2 separate regions of the Bombyx mori genome follow, and region 1 is linked to region 2. Evidence: chromatin contacts called from public Hi-C data. All regions are on one chromosome and are shown on one strand. Each heading gives the region's core, a stretch centred on a gene start, on an enhancer-like site or on the middle of the called end of the contact. The rest is flanking DNA. Distances are from core to core; before and after follow the strand shown.

The links. Hi-C and Micro-C count contacts between places; a contact is called where the count stands out from the background.
Region 1: a contact with region 2 is called in a Hi-C map of posterior silk gland, with 2.0 times the contacts expected there. The contact joins the enhancer-like site here to the promoter of Faah in region 2. A contact is called at or near these places in 2 of 7 Hi-C or Micro-C datasets (posterior silk gland and whole pupa).

The regions. Positions count from the first base shown.
Region 1 is chr26:11,556,334-11,563,247 of ASM3026992v2, reverse strand. It overlaps Mir274 (microRNA mir-274), which reads left to right and starts at 449; the gene lies at 449-543. It overlaps LOC110385179 (a long non-coding RNA gene), which reads left to right. Exons shown (of 4, transcript XR_009976833.1): 4 at 380-2,285. Within about 2 kb of position 3,702, at least 5 of the 8 cell types and tissues checked have open chromatin away from gene starts, as enhancers often do.
Region 2 is chr26:11,517,884-11,524,692 of ASM3026992v2, reverse strand. It overlaps Faah (fumarylacetoacetate hydrolase), which reads right to left and starts at 2,570. Exons shown (of 5, transcript NM_001110293.1): 1 at 2,059-2,570; 2 at 1,475-1,694; 3 at 1. The coding sequence starts at 2,342.

The DNA of each region.
Region 1 (6,914 bases), core at 2,453-4,952, 37 kb before region 2:
AGTGCGACGTATTTTATTCGAACAATTGGTACCGGCGCAGTCGCGGCGCTCGATGCAAGTGCACCGCCTTATCCTCCAGAAATCATTTAATGAATCTAGTTTTAATTCAAATTAGTGGACTTCAAACGAAGACTACATCGGATTCGAACAACATACTGTGAACTGGTGTCCCTAGTTGTTATATATGTTCAGTAGAATACCGGGTCTCATAGAGCTGAAGCCACAAATGACGAAATACAAGCACTCGGCGTCACTTTCCTCCTGGAGTGTTCTAATGCGAACAGTACGAGGAGTATGGGCAGCTGCTTTGCTATTATACGGACGCTTAGAGTCGTTCTTCGAGATGGCGCAGTATTTATTTACGTTTTATCGTTTCCAGGGTGTCGCGGCTGTCGAGCAGTAAGTGCGACGTGAGCTGGTCCCTGCAGAGGCCCGGCTGGTGGCTGGCGGCTGTTGTTAGGCGAAGTTGGTTTGTGACCGTCACTAACGGGCAGTGTTAATACGGTTGCTCGTTTTGGCGATCGCAAAATGAACTCGCTTGACTATAATCTACGATCTGTCTCCCCGCCCCCCGCCTCCCGCCGCGCCCGCTCCCCCGCTCGTGAGCCGCGGACCATGACATAGAGAAGGTGGAAGGTGCGAGCGCGACTGGCGACTGGAAGAAATGGACGCTACTGGTCGAGTACCGTCGGATCGGCACAGCTCGAAGAACTCATTGTCAAGCGTGCAACAGTCGTTTAAGCTATAACACAATGTAATAGACATATAAGTTACGGTAAAAGTAGATATTGCGGCAAATGTACACATTTTCCGGTAAATGTGCACATTTGCCTCCTCGTTTGGGTAATGTGCATTCAACTAACATTTACAATTTTAAAGAAGGGAAATATACATTAAATTCACAATGACCATGTCGCTTTGGTAAATGTGAGCATGAGATACAAAATACGAAATCGCAAGTGCAAGTAATGTGGTGCGCATGCGCATACGCACAACTACAACCTAACCTTTTTTTTTTCCGGGCCGGGGGCCGAACCTCCTACGAGGTCCCCGCGCATAAGGGGCGCGCGGGGTATGTGAGACTCAACGATCTGCAGGTGTTGAGAGCAGATCGCGGGCCCAAGGATTTTAGGGCCCACCCACTAAACGACTCCCCTGCACTCTTACACCCGACGTCAGATCTCTGTCCGGGGTCAGAACCTGGTCAGAGTAGGGGGGTTCCCGCGGCTAACAGTACAACCAGACTCGCGGCGCCACCCCGAGGACGCCCAACCGACGGGGCGTCGAGGCGATAGTCGACGACCAACGACGTCGGTCTCCGCGGTACGGCGCCCCTACCAGTCCGCCCGGGCGGTGCCGCTGGTGTTCCGGGATACCCCGCTGGGCCAGAACCAGCCTGCCGGGAACTACAACCTAACCTAACCTAATCTACGACATGCTATATAATATGCAAAGAAAAGTATGTTTTGTTTGTCATTAACATTTTTTAATTAAAATAATTTTCGTTACTAAAGCCTTTTGTATTATATTTATTTCAATAATATTTTTTTTACTGCAACAACATTATTAATTTATTTGTATTCCAACTTTTCTTAAAACATGAAGTTAAGAAAAACATGAAGGCAAGCGTACACATTTTCCGGGAATGTACATATACATTATATTCGGTTCACATATACCTAACTTTTTAGTAAAAGTGTACATTTCCCAAGAGTGTACATTTACCGTAACATATACACACATAATGTTGTTAACTTGTGTTAAATAATAATTAATAAAATAAAATAAATAAATAGTATATGTACTTTGAGTTTGGTGTGAAGTACTAGAGTTACATTGTGAGAATGACGGGCGTTATATTTATTAATATCTTACAAATAATAATAATATATTTTAACAAAATAATATTACTCAAATGTGGTTCATCATTAATGTATGATTGCAATAGCTAATACATCGTTTATGGTCAGTGCTCAGAGGACAGGAGGGCCCGCCCTCTCGGCGCGCTCCTACCGCTTGTTTCGTGTATTATATTTAATAGAACTTATCTTCTTAGTACATCATAAAGGAGTTAGAAATTCTAAGTTTAGTTTTCATTGAGTTCTGGAGTTGTGAAATCATCATTGCGCTCATCATCACTTAGAAGCCATTTTAGGCGCATAAGAAAACAAAAGTATGTTATTAAAACAATCATTTATTAATGAAGAAACAAACACAACCATTAGTCCCTTTATTTGTACGCCTATTATGTAATTACAAAATAAACTTATGAATAGAGTAAGCAACATTATTGTTTTCGTAAGCAGGTAACGGAACACCACACTCACTAACAGTTTTTATTTTTTATTGTTTAGGTAGGTGAACGAGCTCACAGCCCACCTGCTGTTAGGTGATTACTGGAGCCCAAAGACATCTACAACGTAAATGCGCCACCCACCTTGAGATATGAGTTCTAAGTTCTCAAGTATAGTGACAACGGCTGCCCCACCCTTCAAACCGAAACGCATTACTGCTTCACGGCAGAAACAGGCAGGGTGGTGGTACCTACCCGTGCGGACTCACAAGAGGTCCTACCACCAGTACTTACGCAAATTATAATTTTGCGGGTTTGATTTTTATTACACGATGTTATTCCTTCACCGTGGAAGTCAATCGTGAACATTTGTTGAATACGTATATCATTACAAAAATTGGTACCCGCCTGCGGGATTCGAACATCGGTGCATCGTTAGATACGAATGCACCGAACGTCTTATCCTTTAGGCCACGTAGTCCTGGTACATTTCGGATATTTCTAGTTTCCACGCTACCCGATGATATGTAGGCGAAGTAAAATGTCCCTTAGAAATAAGGTGACACTCTACAAAACTTGCATACGCCCCGTCATGACCTATGCAAGTGTAGTGTTCGCTCACGCGGCCCGCATACACTTAAAATCCTTTCAAATCATTCAATCCCGTTTTTGCAGGATAGCCGTCGGAGCCCCGTGGTTCGTCAGGAATGTCGACCTCCATGACGACCTGGACTTAGAGTCCATCAGTAAGTATCTGCAGTCGGCGTCCATGCGCCACTTCGATAAAGCGGCACGACACGAGAACCCTCTCATCGTGGCCGCCGGTAACTACATTCCCGATCCTGCGGACAGAATGGAAAGTAGTCGACGTCGCCCCAAACACGTCATTTCGGATCCTCCCGATCCACTAACGGTGCTTTTAGGTACCTCAAGCACCGGTCACCGTTCTCGTCGAACCCGTCGCTTGCGACGAAGGGCTCGACGAGTAAATTAACTCTCAGACACAGCCCACTGAGTTTCTCGCCGGATCTTCTCAGTGGGTCGCGTTTCCGATCCGGTGGTAGATTCTGCGAAGCACGACTCTTGCTAGGGTTCGTGTTAGCAACATCGTCAGGTTTGAGCCCCGTGAGCTCACCTACTAAAGTTAGGGTTACGCTGACATAGCCTCTCAAGGCTATCAGCTTAGGTAGGAAAAAAAAAAAAAAAAAAAAAAGTTTCCACGCAGCGGCTAACCGTTACCCTAGAATCTCTATGGGTCCTGTGGTGGAGTAACTTCATAAAATGTAATACATATGACGTTTGCACAGCCCACAAGCCGCCGCGTGCCCCGCCGCCCTACCCGCTCTGCTACTGAGCCTTCTCAGTTCTCTGTACAATAAGCTAATTAATAAGCGTTCATGTTGAACCCAAACACAAGCCCGCGTGTCTGTACGTGGTACTACATACAGACACGTGACGGGCGCACGTCGCGAGCTGTTCCACACGCGACTGACGCGACAAAACATCCAAATGTGATAACATATATATATTTTTAAATCAATGCATATAATAAAACCTCCTATGTGTCTGTATATTGAAGATAAGCAATAAAAATAGAAAGAGAACAACTAAACCAAAGCAATAGAAGATAAACAAGCGACTATTTTAAAGTTATTTTTCTGTTATTTTGCGAAGATCTTCGGAACTTTTATTTATGTATTTTTTATTGCGTAGATGAGCTTAGAGCCCACCTCATGTTAAGTGGTCACCGGAGCCCATAGATGACTACAAGGTAAATGCGCCACCCACCTTGAGATATAAGTTCTAAGGTCTCAGTATAGTTACAACGGTTACCCCACCCTTCAAACCGAAACGCATTACTGCTTCACGGCAGAAATAGGCAGCGCGGTGGTACCTACCAGCGCGGACTCACAAGAGGTCCTACCACCTGTAATTACGCAAATTATAATTTTGCGGGTTTCATTTTTATTACACGATGTTATTCCTTCACCGTGGAAGTCAATCGTGAACATTTGTTGAGTACGTAATTCATTAGAAAAATTGATATCCGCCTGCGGGATTCGAACACCGGTGCATTGCATGATACGAATGAAACGGACGTCTTATCCTTTAGGCCACGATGACATCTCTTCGACTCTAAATGGAAGTTCATATAATTTGGAGGAGAATACAGACTTTGTTGCCAAATGTTATCGTCAACTAAAGATTCAACTTTTATTTTTGAGTGCTGCCTGGTGTTCGAAGTTATGTAGTCAATAATACGATTAATGAATAGGGAAGCAGCTCTACCGGGAGCAGGTGCAGCGATCCTGGTACATCCGGCCGCTGAGTTTCTCGCCAAATTTTCTCAGCGGGTCGCGATTCGGATCCGGTATTCGCGAAGCAGTAGCCTCCGAGGTTTTAGGTGTCCTTTGGAAGTTTTCGGGCAGATGGTATAAAATTCCACCCCTCCCGGCTGAGACCGAGCTCACCTCTCTGTCCTGGTTAAGCCGAAAAGGCCAACGGGATCCATGCATCTTTAAAAAAAGCTGCAACTATAGTCGGATCGTTGATAGCTGCTGTTACCAGAGCCGTTCAGTATATATATTATTTATTCTACGATCGCTAAAGCCGTGGCGCAGCTTTTTCAGTACAGAGGGTAAGGCTGGCCGTGTACTATGATATGACATATAAGAGTAAAGAACAAAATATCTTCGGCTCTTCTTCCTGGTAAAATTGCATTCCGCAAAAAACTTCTTGAATAACAAACATTTTGATTTGTTACCTCTTAGAATAGCGCTCCTACCTACTAACAGTCACTTAAGAGCTTGTAATGGACTCGACGTGGAGACAAGTTCACACGTCTGATGTGGTGGCGAGTTGGCGACGCACACACACAATGCTCAGTTGTTACGCAAATCTCTACATTCTGCGGGTTTCGTTTAGTACCACTAATAGGTACCCTAGTACCATAAATAGGCAGGGCGGTGGTACCTACCCGTGCGGACTCACAAGAGGTCCTACCACCAGTGATTACAAATATGAAGTGCCAACAACGATGTGAACAAGGCATTCAGTTATTTGTTGAGTTATTTATTAGGTCACTGGAACTCTGATGTAAGCGGTTTTTATTACGTCTTTAACTATGAAGTAGCAATTTAATACACAGAAAGTTAAAATCATATTTTTTTAATTTAATTTTATTTTTTACGACGAGAACGATGACCGGTGCTTGGGATACCTAAAAGCACCGTTAGTGGATCCGGAGGATCCGAAATGACGTGTTTGGGGCAACGTCGACTGCTTTCCATTCTGTCCGCAGGATCGGTAATGTAGTTACCGGCGGCCACGATGAGAGTTCTCGTGTCGTGCCGCTTTATCGAAGTGGCGCATTAATTTCGACTGCATATACTTACCTACTAATGGACTCTAAGTCCAGGTCGTCGTGAAGGTTGATGTTCCTGACGAACCATGGCGCTCCGACGGCTATCCCGCAAAGACGGGATTGAATGATTTGATATTAAACAAATGATGATCGTTTACTATTATTAAAAACAACCTCTTTTTCATCGGAAGTGACAAAGCGGTTCGGAACCCGTCCGTGTGTGTCCGGCGCCACACGAGGCCCGCCCTCCCGCAGGGCGCGCCGGCATAGTGCAGTTGTGTTGCCAACTTGACGCTGATGGACAGATACTGCTGGGACGCTAACGTCGAAAGCTTCTCCCAACTCAGCGGCATACTGAGCATCGTCAGCTTCCATTCTCGCCTTCAATTCTGTCGTTATTCACTGTAGTTTTCGGTCACGGGGTTCATTTTTAGATCAACATTTCCAGGTCGGAAGCGTTCAAGCCAATAACGAGTCGTGCGTTCGTCTGTAGAGCGCACGGCATCAACGCTGAGAGCGGTTGGCGCGGCGCGGCTGCAGCGATGGAGCCCATGTGTATTCTGTACTTACTCGTATTTTTATCGTGTCCATGTCGATGAAAAAGATACAAATGTAGTGGAAACAGAACACTAATCAATAAACTAATTACCTTATTTGAAAAGAACATTTCATAGTTTTAAAATAAAATTAATTTGAATTTATAATTAAATCCGAACGTTTTAAATGGTAAGTATTTTTATAATAATAATAATAAGCCCATTTTACTTTCAAAACCAAAGAAAGCAAAAAACACCTTATCAAATAAAAAATTACAAAATTAAATATAAGCTTGTGTTATTAGAACCCCTAGACTTTATTCGAAAAGACCTACCAATCATGCAAAACGGGCACATACATTTAATTTTTATTTAGACCCCTACATAGAAAATCTACGACTGTATAAAAGTGCTGCTAAAAGTGGTAAAATTGCAAAAGCGTAAAAACATCATAATAAATAAAATTATTCGCAATAGTCTAAATAAGCAAGTACTCAGCAGTTTCAGTCTCTATTAACGTGCTCTAAAGCGAGCTACATAATCGGCAATCAATATGATTCTTCGCAATGAAGTCCGTCTACGAGAATGGTCGACTGGTGGAGGAGGTGGCCTTCGTAGGAGCTAAAGCTACGTTCTACGAAGGAAACTGTTGACAACTCAGAGTACACTCTCATCATTTTCCGCAATTCCAATTTATAAGCACCGTATATATAACGTAGTC
Region 2 (6,809 bases), core at 1,321-3,820:
TCTGCAAACAGCCGCTGTGCTTCATCGACAAACTTGCCCTTGATCAATACCGCTCCCGGGAACTTTTGTAATAGCAATAGAAGGTAAGAGTCTACACACATCTCGGTCTGGTTCAGTATCGCTCGAGGTGTTTGTTAATGTTGTCCTCGGTGGTCCGTGACACTCACTAAGCAAGTCTACAATATGTGGAAGTCCAGGACCTTATTATGATGACTCTTATTAGTCAACTTGAATATCACATCTACTCGTGTAGTAGTGTTTATCCAACAACAGTCAAAATATAATTTATACATGCTGGGTTTGGTAAATTGGGTAGTTGATATATACAGATGAACACAGAATACAATGTTTCATTCAATACCTACAGAACAGAATACTATCATTATATCATCATTATTTTTAAAAAGGTCTTATTATTTAATTACCCCTGTAGTGATGTAAATTATAAGTACAGAAGTCGAGGGATTGTAGATACAAAGTCATCAATAAGTGTGCGGTCACCTCCTGTTACTGCTAATAATATCCATAAGCGACAATGGCCACGCACCATCCAGAGGCCATTCGCCTTCAGGCACTGACTTCAAGATCATCTTGATAGACATACAGAGGTCAGTACTAGCACGGCAAGGGGGAGCCACCGTCAACACCAGGCCTCAACAGTATAACAGATGAGTCTATATTTATACTTATTAGGCCCTCATTTCTGAAGGTGATCATGAGCTCCTTGATTTATTCAAACTGACAACAGAAATTATATAAGGCGATGCGATGCAATGCGAAGATGCCATTTTTAAATGAATTAATTAATAAGAATATCGTGGGCGCCTTCGTATAAAGAAAGCAGACAAAATGATACTAAAAGTGTTGAGTTCGGCGAGATCATGTGCACCTACACGGCGCGGAGAGATTTAATTGACCCCAATTGGCGCACGTCGGCGTCACGTCGCTCTCCTGTGATTCACGCTGATGGTTGACCCTAACAGCTCTGGTACACATAATAAGAATTTTTAACATTTTCATTAATCTATGGGTTGGCATGAAAGCGCTTAGCATCAGGTGAACCTTGAACACCTGCACTTGTGAACAAAAATAAAACAAACACAATTTTAGTGAACATGTCTACTGCAAAGCAGTTCACTGGTGGCAATCAGACTTCATTGACTATGCTGCTGTGATCAGGGCCTTTCATTGCAGTGATGGAATGCATGGATCTGGGTTTTTGTTACTTTTTCAGATATTATGTTCAATATATATTGTTCCAAACCATTCTGTGTATACTGCATATAGAGTAGATGACCCCTGGGCCCTAATAGTTCTTGAGTATGAGAATAATTAACACCAGACAAGATAGAGTGGATAGGCAGAGTGATGCTAGCCACCAGTGAGGGCAAGCAAGATGTCCGCAACTAACTTTGGAATTCATTGGTGTATTTACACCAAAAAAAAAAAAAATTTATTTGTATTAAATTCTAACCTTAGTAACATCAGTTCTGATCCTAACAGGCTGATCAGGTCCAATGATGGTGCTTGAAAATTTACTGAACACCATCGGCACAGGAGGTGGGGTGAGATTCTGCTCTTGGCAGTGATCCTTGTAGTTCAAGCCGATACAGAGGATTTTATCTACACCATGTATGGGTGCAGTTAGAGTGACTGATGATAGTGGTATAGTTGCTGGTTTTGTTGATTTCAACCTATTAAGATGGAAAATAAAGATCTGATAACTTACTTTTTTTTAAATTATATATTTAGTTGTGTATGAAACTAAAGTCTTAAGTGACCATTGAAAGCCTAACTTAACAACATGAATATGATAACCAACTCTAAGACATTACTATAAAATTGTAAGTTCCCCACTCTTCAAACTCGAACACATTTTTCACAACATTAATAAGCAGGACCACAGCGTACACTGACGAGCACTCACACTTTACCCTGCTTACAGAAAACAATTAACAGTTAAATAAGCTTTTTTGTGTTAATAAACTTTTTCAAAATACATTAATTTAAAGATAATTGTGTTTGTGAAAATAAATTTCAGCTTATAAATGTACTCACTTCTTCACTTTTTCTAAGTCTCCATTCCTGAGTATTTGGAGCAAAGTGGTCGGCAAACTGGAGTCCGCCTTATTAATATCTACAATATCATCTCCTTCCAGGTAGCCCACACGTATATTTTTTGGACTATCTTTGTATGAAAACTGAACTAACTTCATGTTTCTAGTTTTAGTTACAGAAAAACATCTAATTGTATTCAGAAAAATGTCTATTTTATTGACACTTTTCGATAATATGTGACTTTTCATGAAAGATAACGCGGAACCACCTATCACTCTACTCATGGTTTAGGTACTTCGTAAAGATTTAGGCGCAATCAGCAATACGTAAACAAAACCATTGAGACTTATGTAACGTCCAATTCGTTTATCGCGATTTTGATCGAAGCAGTGAACGCTAGTTTTGACCAGTTTTTAAAGCAGAAAGTAGTGTGTGAAGTGAAGAATAGATTTTATTTTGATCAGTTTCCTGTTTACGTCGCTACCTATCCATAGGTTATTTCAATGCATGAGATTGTAACATATGCGAAAACTAGTAGCTAGTATTCGCTTGTGTAAATATAAATTCTATAATTCTATTGTTCAAAATGTTATTATGATGATGTAAACTTTTTTTTAATGGATTTTATGACCTGGTAACTAAGACCTTTAGGTCATGTCTTATTTTAATTTTTATTCTTATTTTTAAGATAAATGATAATATGGAGTGAAATGAAATGAAGATGAATAATTTGGGACATTAATCAACAGGGATGAAATTAAATGAAATGATATGGGATGAAATATAATCTCAGTAAAATGATATTTTTTCAATGGACTTTTTGGAGGATCCCGAGAAGTTACGTCCAGCATCTTTGTTTCATTTTCCCACATTTGTGCACTTTCACAGATATTAAACTGTTAATAACCCACCGTTATTACACATTTAAACCTGAAGAAACACAAAATAGACAAAATAAAAATAATCACACACCTTCACTTTTCGCGTCCCCGCCAAAAACTTTGTAAGCATTAAAAACAGTGCCGCATTTTTTATTTTTAAGGATTTTATGACCTGGTCACTAAGACCTTTAAGTCATGTCTTATTTTAAGTTATATTCATAATATTAAGAAAAATGATAATATGGAGTGAAATGAAATGAAGATGATTAATTTGAGGCATTAATCACCTGGGATGAAATTAAATGAAATGATATGTGATGAAATATAATCTCAGTAAAATGTGATTTTTTCAATGGACTTTTGGACAATCTCGAGAAGTTACGTCCAGCGTCTTTGTTTCATTTTCCCACATTTGTGCACATTCACAGATATTAAACAGTTAATAAACCACCGTTATTACACATTTAAACCTGAAGAAAGACAAAATAAAACTAATCACAAAACTTCACTCCTCGCGTCCCCGCCAAAAAGTTTGTAAGTATTGTAAAAACAGTGTCGTATTTTTTTGATGAGATTTTATGACCTGGTGACTAAGCCCTTTAAGTCATGTCTCATTTTAATTTATATTCTTATTTTTATGAAAAATGATAATATGGAGTGAAATGAAATGAGATGAAATATAATCTCAGTAAAATGGTGGTCATTTACTGAGATTTTTTCAGTGGACTTTTTGGAGGAGCCCGAGAAGTTACGTCCAGCGGCTTTGTTTCATTTCCCCACATTTGTGCACTTTCATTAAACAATTAATAAACGTTGTAAGTAATGACGTGTTTTGCGCGACGTCGACTGATTACCATTCGGTCTACAGGATCGCGTATGTAGTTTCCAGCGGCCACGACAAGAGGGTTCTCATGTCGTGCCACCTTCTCAAAGTGGCGCAATGATGCCGACTGTAGATACTTACTGACCGAGTCAAGTTCCAGGTCATTATGGAGATCCACGTTCCTGAGGAACCATGGTGCTCCGACGGCTATCCTGCAAAATCGGGATTGAATAACCTGAAGGGTTTTCAAGTTTGTGCGGGCCGCGTGAGCGAACACTAGGCTTGCATACGTCATGACGGGGTGTATGCGTTTTTTTTTTATTGCTTAGATGGGCGAAAGAGCTCACAGCCCACCTGGTGTTAGTGGTTACTGGAGCCCATAGACATCTACATACATACAGACATCTACTTTAAAAGTTCTAAGGTCTCGTATAGGTACAACGGCTACCCCACCCTTCAAGCCCCAGAAATAGGCGGGGTGGTGGTACCTACCCGTGCGGACTCACAAAAGGTCCTACCACCAGTGATTACGCAAATAATAATTTTGCGGGTTTGATTTTTATTACACGATGTTCTTCCTTCACCGTGGTTTGTGGAAGTCAATCATGAACATTTGTAGTTTTGTAGAGAGTTACCTTATTACGGAGGTAAAGTTTGCTTCGCTTGCAAAGCATAGCATAATATGAAGGCGGCACGGTCGCGAACCGTTTTGATATGGGGACGGAGTGTCATCCCTCTGTCGAGGGTGACGCCTAGGTATTTGACCTTCGAGGCCCATGGTATGGGCTGGCCAAAGAGTAATGGGGCTAACGGCGGAGGTGTTAACGCGCCTATTAAGGAGTGGGATGCTCGAAGTGGTATTCGGAAGGCGACCACTTTTGAAGAGCACCGCTGTGCTTTTCGTGGCGTTGGTGTCAATGCGCCACTTCCGGAACCACTGTCCCATGGTGGTTACTGCGATCTAGAGTCGCCGATGCAAAAGCGACTTCTTCCTACACGAGTAGTAGATAGCCGTGTTATCGGCGAAGAGCGCTAGATGGGTCTCCGGAGACCGGGGTATATCACTGACATACAAACTAAATAATAACGGGAAGGGCGCGGAGCCTTGCGGGACTCCGGCCGTCAGATGACGGGGGCGAGAACGAGTTCCCTCTACTCGATATCGAAACGAATGGTTCGACAAGAATAAAAAGTGCCGCAGCATTAAATACAGCACAGATAATACCATAGATATATCATAGATCACTTAGGATATAACAATACGACGTACCTATATTATAGGTCCGCACATATGAAATTGGCGCTTTGTACGGGAGGAATATAAGGAAGGAAGAAAGGAAGGTTCGAGAATTGTTTCTCAGAGAGTTAGCAGAGTCATCTTATTGATAATATTTGTTTATATATGTTTTTATATGTATATATTTATGATACCTATGTATATGTATATATTTATGTATATCTATATATTTATGTATATGTATTTATTTAAGTACGAGTATTTGTATCTATAAATATTATGTATATTATATATACACATATGTTTAAGTAATATCACCTTCACACTACACCTACCAAGGTTCATCTCTGCACTCCCCTAAGGTAGACTGTTAGAGAATGCCTATGGCATTAAGTCCGCCTTTATACTTTCTAGTATATGAAGTTATAAATAAATAAATAAATAAATATAAAGTAATTTATTTTTTGTAAATTGTATTTAACTAATATGTAGTATGCACCGTTGTTATCTATGCACTTTTGCCATCTCATAGGTAGTTCATTGATCCCTTTACTAAAAAAACCATAGGAGCGAGAATCAATAAATTTTTTTAAGGCTGTTCGGTTTGGACTGCATGCCGCATCGGAGTTGAATTTTTTTCGTTGTAAGAAGTTGTTTATATTCCGGAAGAAATGGTAAATTGGAGCAAGGTCCGGAGAGTACGGTGGATGACGCAGACATTCCTATTGTAGCTCATCTAACTTAGTGGTTGTTTGTTGTGCAGTGTGTGGTCTTGCGTTGTCGTGAGCAGCAGTGGCCTAGAGCGATTGACCATACTCGGTTGCTTAACAGATACTTCTTCCTTTATGGTTTTCAGTTGCTGACAACAGATATCTGCCATACTCGTTTGGCCAGATTTTATAAAGCTGTAGTGAACGACACCGGCGCTAATCCACCACACACTCACAAGTAACTTTTTCTGAGTCAATTTTCGTTTAGGAGAGGATTTGGCTGGGTCTCCAGGGTTCACCCATTGCGAGGAGTGCTTCCGATTATCGTACAGTATCCACTTTTCATCACAAGTAATGACTCGATTTAAAATCCTTTCATAATTGTGTCGGTTGAGCAAAGTAACACAGCAGTCGACGCGTGTTTGCAAGTTCGATTCACTCAATTCATGAGATACAAATCGTTCAAGTTTTTTACTTTCCCGACTTGCTTTAAGTGGATTAATATAGTTTTATTACTTACCACGAAGCCTGCAGCTATCTCTGAAGTGCTTTGTGATGGAACCGTAGCCTTTAATTCTTCATTTTCTACTTTGGTCTCTGGCCGTCCACAGGGTTGGTTCTGAAGTCGAAATTTCTAGAACGAAAACGTTGGAACCAAAAACGTACCGTGCTTTCTTTTGCGATACCAGCGCCGTACACATAATTAATCCTTCGAGCTGTTTCTGCAGCACTGGTGCCACGGTAGACTTCGTACTCGTAAATATACTGATATTTCATGTTTTCCATTGTGCGGTAATAAACGACGCCAAAGAAAAAAAACAATCGCCAGATCTGTCTCACATGAAATTAGTATGGGATGGGCTGGATAGAAAAGTTAAGAACTGTTGTCTGTCAAACTTAGTACAGTTGTGGAAGAATTTACAAAGTATATGGAAATTACTGGACCCCCAATATTTTGGTAAATTGTCAAAAGAATCTTCGATCAACAGTTACAATTGTTGATCGAAGAAAAGATTGAATAAAATTTGTGAACAAATAAAAAAAAATTAGGGGTCAGTCATTTGACTAGCAAAAATGTTGTTTTTTTTTTATGTTATTAT